3 separate regions of the Mus musculus genome follow, and all the other regions are linked to region 3. The links are chromatin contacts, called in public HiChIP or PLAC-seq maps. All regions are on one chromosome and are shown on one strand. The core of a region is the stretch at or near the end of the contact, and the rest is flanking DNA. Distances in the headings are between cores, read along the strand shown. Region 1 overlaps Ube2cbp (ubiquitin-conjugating enzyme E2C binding protein). Region 2 overlaps Ube2cbp (ubiquitin-conjugating enzyme E2C binding protein). Region 3 holds the start of Ibtk (inhibitor of Bruton agammaglobulinemia tyrosine kinase).

Region 1 (3,246 bases), core at 99-2,598, 630 kb before region 3:
TACTTAATAAATCATATTTAAAATGTATTAGGAACATGCATTTACATGGTATGTTTTTATGAGTTAGTTCTCTGTCTCCCTGTCTGTCTGTCTCTCTCTGTTTTCCTGTTTGTCTCTGTCTCTCTGCCTTTCCCTCTCCCCTTTCTCTGCTTCTTCAGAACCTCATGTAGCCCTGGCAGGCCTTGTACTCTCTAGATAGCCAAGGATGTTCTTAAGCTTCTCTTCCCCCTGCCTCTACCTCCCAACTGCTAGAGTTACAGGCTGCAGCACCTTCTAATACTGGGGATGGGATCTGTCCTGTGGCCATGCACAGACAAGTATGCTTTTGAACTCAGTGGGTAGCAGTGTTAACATGACTTACCAGAAACCCTGAAGCAGTCCATTTAGTTCTTTTTTTTTTTTTTTTCTCTTCTGTGTCCTTGAGAGTAGTTGCTTCAGTTTGTTTGCTTGTGCAACTTCCATATCAAACAGGTTTATAGTCATGATTCTATGACTCCCTTGTGGTCCCTTACCTAGTTGTGGTCCCTTGCCTGCTTTCTTATTTTGAGAGACTAAATCTGTGGTTTTATTATTATAGTTTTTCAGTTGCATTTCTGACATCTGTAGGCTTGAGAAGTATTATATTTAGGTATCTTTTGTATGCTGTTGTCTTCAGTTCTAGCATTTAAAAGTCCGTATTGTCTACTAACATGTGAGAGATCCAAGATCTAAGTTCATGTCTTTCATCTTGGTTTTCTCATATTGCTAGCACTTTTTCTTCTCAGGCAATATGTTGAACGGTTTGGAGATACGTTAATTTTCAGTGTTCAGTTTCTATGCCACCCCTGCCATTCCAATTTGCATTGCACTGAATGACTTCTATGCTCTCACCCTCTGTTTTTTCTGGGTTGTTTTCCTGATATCGATTGGCTTGTTCATTCTCAATATCACCATTTTCGTTAGAAGTGGAAGCCTGACATTTCCTCCCTTTCCTGTTGTCTTGAAATAGACAGGCCATATAGTGAGCTCTCCTGGGAGTTTTCCTGATGCAAAGGTTTAGCAAAGTGGACAGAGTGGCCTCTGATTGCATTTCAGACTCTCAGACTCTGGTCACCAACTGACAGTTCTGGCCTCTTAGGAAAAGCTTTTCCTTCCCTGCTTAAAAGTCAAGGAAATGGCTTTCGACTGATGTTTGGTTCCTTGTTCCCTTTGAAGTATCTTTCCTGTTGATTCCTAGTGGGGGATGACTGATTCCCATCTAATAGTTATGATGCTTTGCAGGAAATACCAGAAGTAAAGCCTGAGTCTGCCCCATGTCTCACAACAGGCTTTGATCATCGTTGTTATCAGATGTGCACTGATGTGTGAGTCATGGGTGGGTAGGTACAAGTGACATCTCAGCTGTGTCAACATGTGTCTTCAAACCCATGTCATAACTGCTGTGTTTTAATGTAAACTGAGTTCTAACTATGTCCCGACACTTCCCCCTCCTCTCTGCATCTGTCCTGTCTCCTCTCCTTTCTTCTCTCCTACACTCCCACACTGCTCCCTTAATTGAAGAAAGAATGTAAAAATATTATGTAAAGATTTAGAGGAAAGATACCCAGAACTCTTTTTCTCCTAAGCTACCACTTTTATTTTTCAAGTAATACTGTCTTCATCTATGAATTAATGTAATTGAAATAAGAGGCAGTTTGTAAATTTTAACATTGACAGTTGGGGCTGGTTGACTGTGAGAAGCCTGGGCCATCTTAAATCTGGCTGCTTCGACTAAGTGCACAAAACATTTATTCAGATCGCTTAAAGTGAGGGTGGGGGCTTGGGATACCTGAAAGTTATTGATTGTTGACCTTTGGGGTTACAATCTTTTAGGATGGAAGCAACTAAATAATATCTAGGATAGTTTTTATGGTAGAGCACAGAGTGTGGGGTCTGGCTGAGAAGGGTCATACTCGTGTTTCTTTCCCGTCACAGCCCGGCTCCAGGGTCAGGACAAAGAAGCCTGTGCTGAATCACAGAATGTCGTAAGAGCTGGGTTGAAACCATGTAGATTTTCGTAATCACATAGAAATATGGATAGCTACTTTCCTTTGTAACTTTTGACACCATCAGTGTAAAAAAATGTCCTTCCATATAAATCATGATGCTGTAACATATTATATGAATTAAGTATTATTTTTTGGTTTTTTGTTTGTTGGTTGGTTGGTTGGTTTGTTTAAGTCACCAGACTGTATATGTTTAGCAAGGATGACGTGCTTGTGCGTGACAAGCCAGTGCTAAAGTATGCCATTTTTGCTTGAATGCTCTTTTTGATGGTTCACACCATAGACAGCGATTTAAACAGTTGAAACCTGGGGCTGGAGAGATGGCTCAGCGGTTAAGAGCACTGACTGCTCCTTCAGAGGTTCTGAGTTCAATTCCCAACAACCACATGGTGGCTCACAACCATCTGTCATGGAATGCGATGCATTCTTCTGGTGTGTCCGAAGAGAGTGACAGTGTACTCACTTAAAATAAATAAATAAATAAATAAATAAATAAATAAATAAATAAATAAATCTTTTTTTAAAAAGCTGAAACCTTTACTCAACATTGAAACATGCTTTTCTCTGCACCAGAATCGATAGCAACATCATAAAAGGAACTTTTTTCTGGACAAGATAAAAAAAGTGTGTGAAGGGAAAAAAAAAAAAAAAAGACAAAGCTATTTCCCTCTAAGGAAAATAGTCAGTGATGCACTATTCCCATGCTCCTCAACCTTTGTGTCACGACCTTTGGGGCTTGAGTGACATTTTCATAAGGTTAGAATATCAGATATACTGCATAAAGACATTTACATTTCGACTCACAATAGTAGCAAAATTGTAGTCACAGAGTAGCAACAGAGATAATCTTATAGTTGGGGGGTCACCACAACCTGAGGAACTGTAATGAAAGGGTCTCAGCATTAGGAAGATTGAAAACCACTGTGTTATACTGTTTTCTAATCTATTTCTTCATGATATATAGATATTTTGATTTAATATGAATATTTTCCCATGTGTGTCTGGTTACCTTTTTAATTCAAGCTTTGGAATACTCTATTTAATAAAATAATATCTTGAGGCAGACAAAAATAACTTCTTATAGAAGAATGAGCCTGTTCTGAGCTCTCTATGTACAGTAGAGAAAAGGTGGCTATACAGAGACAGGGATCAGCACAATCAGTTGCAAGAGTCTATTTCTTTCTGTGTGGAGAGGACCACCGTGTGCACAGCATACTCAGGT
Region 2 (3,055 bases), core at 159-2,658, 640 kb before region 3:
GGACTCAGTGTTGGAGACATGGGAAAAGGTTAGTGTGGTGAAAATCAGGGCAGGGTGTTAATGTCAGTTTCTAAAGGGCTTGGGTTTTGAAGACTAGGCTGTTCTGTGTAAACAGAACTTCCTCACAGATGCAAAGACCAGATAGCCACATATTGGACATTCTACCAAGATAGAATGCCAGTTTCTACTCTGAGTCTGCTATCTTTGAGTTCTTGTACATTTCCAGGGCTAGCTTAGATAGTAGCAGTTAGTGGCACAAAGGTCAAAGGAACATTGCTCCTGGTGTGATGGAGCAATAATCACAGACATTGACCCCAAAATGGCTTGGTTACTTACTAACTACTAAGTATCTACAATGTTATCCCTAGCCGTCAGATGTTTGAATATAAAATTTGTTTGTGACCATCCTCTCACCTTTGAATATATAGTGTCAGTTTAGATCCTCCCACATCAGTAAGAGACATGATAAAGTGTGAACACCTATGTTCACTTTATTCTCCCTGATTTAATTTCCAGTCTTGGGGAGAGCTTTCCTGTGTAGAATTTAATTCTCTAGGGTAGAGTCAAAATGTGTTGGAATGACCTCCTAGGTAAAGGAAAGGGGAGATGAACCACCTGGTACAAAATACATTTTTGTATCCTGGGCTCTGAGGATAGAGTGTGATTAGGTTATTGATGTATCAGAACCTTAATGCTATTTAAACACCCCAGTGGGTGCGTTCTGTGTACTTTGTGTATTTAAAATTGAGATTTCTGTTTGAACAGTGTCTTTCTCTGGGTGTTGTTCATGGTGACTTATCATAATAGACTGCTTTAAATCATTTGAAATCGCAAGACATATGAATTTTAACAATAACTTCCCCAAGGCTAGAGAAGTCAGCAGGAGCACAAACTGCTAGGTAGACATTTTTTTTTTCAAATTCATATATGCAAGTGTAAAACTTTTACCAGGCTGTTTTAATAAGGCCCTTTGGGACTTAGGGTTATTTATCTGAGCTCTTATTAAAAATGAAAACTTTTCTATGTTTAGCCCCATAAAGCAAAACTGATCCTAACAGTATTGTGAGCCGGAAGAAAGCAGTTGTCTACAGACTGACTGTAAGAGAAAGTTAGGCAACTCTGGGCTAGTGTCTTCAGCTCCAAAATTATGATAATAGGGTGGTGACAGCAGGGCTTCATTTCAAAGTCTGCTTTAATTAACAAAATCGAGCTCTATTGTATTTGTAATTAGGGTTTGACATGAGTTATTTAATGACTTCCAACCCTGGATCCCTCTGTCCGAGTCCACTTGCCCTAGGACTGTGTTTCTAGTTCAAGGTCTGTGAGCCCCTCTCATTTATGGTCTCCACACCGAGACAGTACAGGCAAGTGGCTGTTTCTGAGATTCATATCAGAATCTCTCTTTGTGATGCAGCTGGAGAGCTGGGGCGACTGCAGGAAGCAGTTTGTGCTCTTAAAACATGTTCAGTTTGATGAGTCTGGGTCTTGCAGGAAATCTATTTTTAGACAGACTGGAGAGTTAAAGTTATAAATTATCTGTAGTTCAGCAGAGCTGTATAGAGGGGAGACCTTTGAGAGGAGAAGGCACCTAAGAAAGTCAGGACCAAGATCTATTACAGGCTCAAAGAGCTTTATCTAGGTCAGTTTAGCTTGGTTCTGTCCAGTGAGTTGGCAGGGGTGAGAAGGCAGATGGATAAATAGAAAGAATGGATAAAACAGGCTGTGTGTATGGCTTAGCGGAGTGTACATACTTAGAAGGGATGAGAGCCTAATGTGTGCACACAAACAAACGCAAACCATGGGAAGGTTGGGTCGAGAGGTGGACATTCAGGAGAAGTTAAATAATCATTACTGGTTATTTACACGTTGGGAAAGGTTTCTATGTTGCTGAGTAAAAATTGATGACTTGATGACAAGTTTGGAAAACTGTATATAGTGATTCAAAATGAAAGCTCTATGCCACAGAGCATTAGAGCTGGCTCTTAAAGACTTAGTTTTGCTATTACTGTGGTGAAACGCCATGATCAAATCAGCTCGGGGAGGACAGGGTTGATTTGGCTTATTCTTCCATACCCTTGTTGATCATTGAGGAAGTCAGGACAGGAACTCAAAAAGGGCAGGATCCTGGAGACGGGAGCTGATGCAGAGGCTACAGAGGGGTCCTGCTTACTGGCTTTTTCTCTATGGTTTGCTTAGCCTTTCTTATAGAACACAGGACTATTAGCCGAGACATGGCACCACCCACAACGGGCTGTGTCCTCTCTTATCACTCACTAATTGAGAAAATGCCCTACAGGCTTGCCAATGATCTGATCTTATGGAGGCATTTTCTCAGTTGAGGCTCTTTCCTCTTAGCTGACTTTAGCTTGTATCAAGTTGACATAAAACTCTCCAGCATGACTGACACTTAACAACTTGACACACAAACATGTAACCATTAAGCCACAACCTTCCTTTCTCATTCATCCTCAAAGTTTCACATTAAAAAAATAAATGAAAGTGCCAAGGACTTTACAAGTTTAAACACATTAAAAGTTGTCTCTTTAAACGTATCAAGTTTCTTTTGAAATCCAAAATCTCTGCTAAACTCCAGTCTCTCTCTCTCTCTCTCTCTCTCTCTCTCTCTCTCTCTCTCTCTCTCCTCTCTCTCTCTCTCTCACACACACACACACACACACACACACTTAAATTTATTTAACTGTGGATGCCTGTAACATCAAAAAATAAATTACTTTCTTACTTGAAGAGTCAAGAACCAGGGTACAGTTACAATCAAAGCAAAGCAAAACAACTAAACTCTCAATAGTGTGAAAACCACAATGTCCAATGTCTGGGATCCACTCATGATCTTCTGGGTCCTCCAGAGGGCTTGGGTCACTTCTATGGTTCTGCTGTCTATAGCACACACACACACACACAGCTTGCCTTCTGAGTTCTGGCTGGCACCACTCCACAGCTGCTGCTGTTCTTCGTAGTTGTCTTGCAGTACTGGCATTTCCAAAGTGCTGGGGTCATTGGCTGCACTTTTCATCAATAGCCTCTCCTAGGCCCTCTT
Region 3 (3,364 bases), core at 103-2,602:
TTGCAATTAATTTTTGTGTATATGATTATGGCCGTATGGACATTTTGTACCCCCAATGCTTACAAGCGTTTGAGACATGGCAACTTCTAGGTGGTGTTACTGTGTGCTTGGCACTCTGCTAAGTGCTGCGGGCGTCTATCAACACATTTTCACTACAGCAACATGTATTCCATTCCCACTTTGCAGATGAGGAAATTAAGGCTTCAGAAAACCTAAATGACTTACCCAATACAAAGAAGAGACAGATAAAAGATGTGAACTCAGGGCAACACATTTATTTACATCACTAGCTTCCAGATCACTGAGCGTCTTTGTTCATGAGTGTGTACACAGCTTCCTTCCAAGTCACTGTTTATACATTACAGAATGGGTCAGAGTAGGAAGTAAGAAAGCAAATTAAGTCCTTGCACTGGGAGGAGAGCTGGGGAGCTAGGTCTGTTTCCATCTCTCCTTCAGTTTGATCTAGCAACTTACTTTCCTACAAAGTCTACAAAACAGGCAATTGGGCTGAAGCAGTCTAAGAGGGTATTGAGTTTAACTCCGTTTAATAGATGATGGTGTCAGTGGCTCATACAGCAACACAAACAGGGCCGAGGTTCAAACAACTCTGGGCTCCAAGTGCTGTTTTTCTCTGAGTCATGCTACTCCTCCCTGAACACATGTTTACTAAGGCGCCTCTGTATCAGACTTCAGCAGGAGTATGTTTTCCGTTCTGGACTGATTATTGGCACACAATTTGCAACCTTTAAAATGGCTTGTAGATTTAAGAGTTCAGGGAGGAAAACCTATTGTAAGCCTGGCGTCAGGCAGACAGATGTGACCCAAGTCAGCAGCTGGTCGCACAGTGGCGATCTGAAAAATCTATGGCGCCTTCTGACAAAAAGAGAGTGACACTCAGACAATCCGGGCACAACAGGCGGGGCACAGAGCAGCAGGGCCCAGTCTTGGGGAGAGGACACCTCTGGTTTTCCAGTTATCCCACTACGAGTGATCCGGGAAGCAACTTTTCTAAGATGCCCACGTTTCTACGGAGTGGTGCTTGGGCATCCAGCCAGTTCCTTGTTTCCTCCATCCCAGCCTTAACCTCCTTTCCGAGTGTCGACCTGCGGGGAGACAGATCTCCTAGGGTGACATCTGGCACCAAGAGGGGCAGTACTGGTTCTGAGTGTAGGGCGGCAGCCAGTGTCGACCGCACCAAGGCCGGCAGGGGTCATGCTCCTTTGGGATACTAGGGAAAGGCCACAGCTGAGGTACTGCCACGCTAGGCCTTGTGGGCAGGCCCCGACCAATCACTGTGGGGCATACACGAACTCCGGCCAATCAGCGCCCGTCTTATTCCCGAGTCCCGCCCGCTCTAGCTCAGGTTTCCCCGAACCCGGTCCCGGCGCCGACAGTCGCGGCTGTCGCTTTCCGTGCAGCCGTCCCCGGAGCTGACTCGGGCGTCCCGGCTCCTGGCTCCCTTCGTTGTCCCCGGTAGCTTTCACTAAGGATGAGTCCCTGCGCGGCCGCGCGCCTGCCCCGCGGAGACCGCCGGCGCACCTTCATCTAGCGACTGGTGAGGGCGACGGCGAAGGCGTCCTGCCAGCCCGGCAGGGGAGCGGGGCCCGGGGAGGGAACTCGCGGAGGGGGCGGCTGCCGAGCTTCGCGCCGCGTGGCACGGGCGGGTGGCCTGGCAGCGCAGCCCCGCCGCCCCTGCCAGCTAATGAATGGCCTTGTCCCGCCAAGTGCTACGTCGCCAAGCTGCCCGACACGCCCTCCAGCGACGATGCTTTTCTGGTTCCGAGGGTTGACTGGTGTCACCTCCCTTGGATCCCTTCCTAGAGGCTCCCATGTCCCCTAAACCCTTGGTGGAGTTTACAAAGTTTGAGTTCCCGCGGGCCTTGCTGAGTTTGCAGAAGCAGGTCTTGCTCTGAGCATTCGCTGCTGGGTGGAAGTGGACTGGGGTCTGTTCTGCAGAGACAGGATAGAGGGGCCTTTTGTTCGTAGCTATCAGGTTGCAAAGGCATTTTGGATCCGAGGGGAAATGGCCAACCCTGATTTAAGCCGTCTTTAACTCTGTTATCTAACACAGTCATAAAACATGAGTCGTGTTAGTCAGAGGGGATATTTTTCAAGGAGGAGAAGTTGAGTAGCACCTGTTTCCTTTATCTCGAAGTAGGTAACATTTGAAGTAGTTCCCCCCCCCCCCCCATAGTTAGTGTGGTTACCTCCATATGCAAATTACCAAACGTTTTGTGTGTGTGTGTGTGTGTGTGTGTGTGTGTGTGTGTTTTTCGTCATCAGTTCCTCACTTCTCAGTGGAGTTACTTTCATTTGTTTTTATTGATTTGGAGACCTGCTTCACCGTACCTGAGGACAGAACTATTTTCTAAAACGTGTTTTCTAAAAAAGTTTTTGCAAAACTTGAGTCACATCGCAGCTTTACAGTTTTTCAATTGGATATGTTAATCTTCGGTTTTTTTTTTTCTTTTTAGTAAATCTTGTTTGAAGGGCTTTCTGTGTGCCAATTTTTTTTTTCTGTGTGCCAATTTTTGTGTGATGATTTCATTACATTTTAAACGTTCAAGATGCTTGTGGATTATAAAATTCTAGACTGAATGAGTATGCCCAAACTTCTTTCTTTCTTTCTTCCTTTTTTTTTAAAAAATATTTATTTATTTATTTATTTATTTTACGCATATGAGTACACTGTAGCTGTACAGTTGGGAATTGAATTTTTAGGACCTCTGCTTGCTCTAGTCGGCTCTGCTCGCTCTGTTCAACTTCGCTCACTCAGTCCCTGACTGCTCCAGCCCAAAGATTTTATTTATTATTATACATAAGTACACTGCACCTGACTTCAGATGCACGAGAAGAGGGTGTCAGATCTCATTAAGGGTGGTTGTGAGCCACCATGTGGTTGCTGGGATTTGAATTCAGAAGAGCAGTCAGTGCTCTTACCAGCTGAGCCATCTCTCCAGCCCTTAATCTCACTTTTTACAAATGAAAATATTGAAGCTTTGAGAAAATTCAGAGGTTTGCTCAGGGTCCTTAGGGAAGCTACGTACTTGGGTCATGGTACTGAGCAGTAGCTGAGAGCTCACACCTGATCCGAAAGAGAGACAAACAGAGACTGAGACTGACCAGGCCTGGTTTGAGCATTTGAAACTTCAAAGCTCACCTCCAGTGACACACCTCATCTATCAAGGTCACAGCAACACACAGCCATACCTCCCAGTCTTTCCCAAACAGTTGAACTAACTGGGGGCCAAGCATTCAAGCATAGGAACCTTTGGAGTCCATTGTCATTCATACCACTGTAAACACGCATGCCCATCTGGAACTTTTTTTAAAAAATAATGTGATTTTAAAAAAGATTTATTTA

Evidence for each region. HiChIP or PLAC-seq counts read pairs in DNA pulled down with a chosen protein or histone mark.
Region 1: a contact with region 3 is called in an H3K27ac HiChIP or PLAC-seq map of thymic regulatory T cells, with 7 times the contacts expected there. The contact joins the enhancer-like site here to the promoter of Ibtk in region 3. A contact is called at or near these places in 1 of 39 promoter capture datasets (cranial neural crest), 12 of 115 datasets of contacts at active chromatin or transcription factors (the NIH/3T3 cell line, the SCID.adh cell line, T-cell acute lymphoblastic leukemia and 9 more) and 1 of 9 other capture datasets (liver).
Region 2: an H3K4me3 HiChIP or PLAC-seq map of the SCID.adh cell line shows a contact between it and region 3, with 9 read pairs. The contact joins the enhancer-like site here to the promoter of Ibtk in region 3. A contact is called at or near these places in 3 of 39 promoter capture datasets (cranial neural crest and embryonic stem cells), 10 of 115 datasets of contacts at active chromatin or transcription factors (the SCID.adh cell line, T-cell acute lymphoblastic leukemia, cardiomyocytes and 6 more) and 1 of 9 other capture datasets (adipose tissue).

What each region holds. Positions count from the first base shown.
Region 1 is chr9:86,375,298-86,378,543 of GRCm38.p6, reverse strand. All of the region lies in intron 8 of Ube2cbp (ubiquitin-conjugating enzyme E2C binding protein), which reads left to right. Among named protein-coding and RNA genes, the nearest start is that of Ube2cbp, 88 kb to the left of the region's middle. Within about 2 kb of position 1,348, at least 14 of the 459 cell types and tissues checked have an H3K27ac peak or open chromatin away from gene starts, as enhancers often do. A contact at or near this core is called in the SCID.adh cell line, T-cell acute lymphoblastic leukemia, regulatory T cell precursor and 1 more, where this site is marked.
Region 2 is chr9:86,392,409-86,395,463 of GRCm38.p6, reverse strand. All of the region lies in intron 8 of Ube2cbp (ubiquitin-conjugating enzyme E2C binding protein), which reads left to right. Among named protein-coding and RNA genes, the nearest start is that of Ube2cbp, 71 kb to the left of the region's middle. Within about 2 kb of position 1,408, at least 29 of the 459 cell types and tissues checked have an H3K27ac peak or open chromatin away from gene starts, as enhancers often do. A contact at or near this core is called in the SCID.adh cell line, T-cell acute lymphoblastic leukemia and thymic regulatory T cells, where this site is marked.
Region 3 is chr9:85,747,322-85,750,685 of GRCm38.p6, reverse strand. Ibtk (inhibitor of Bruton agammaglobulinemia tyrosine kinase) reads left to right here and starts at 1,352. Exons shown (of 29, transcript NM_001081282.2): 1 at 1,352-1,555.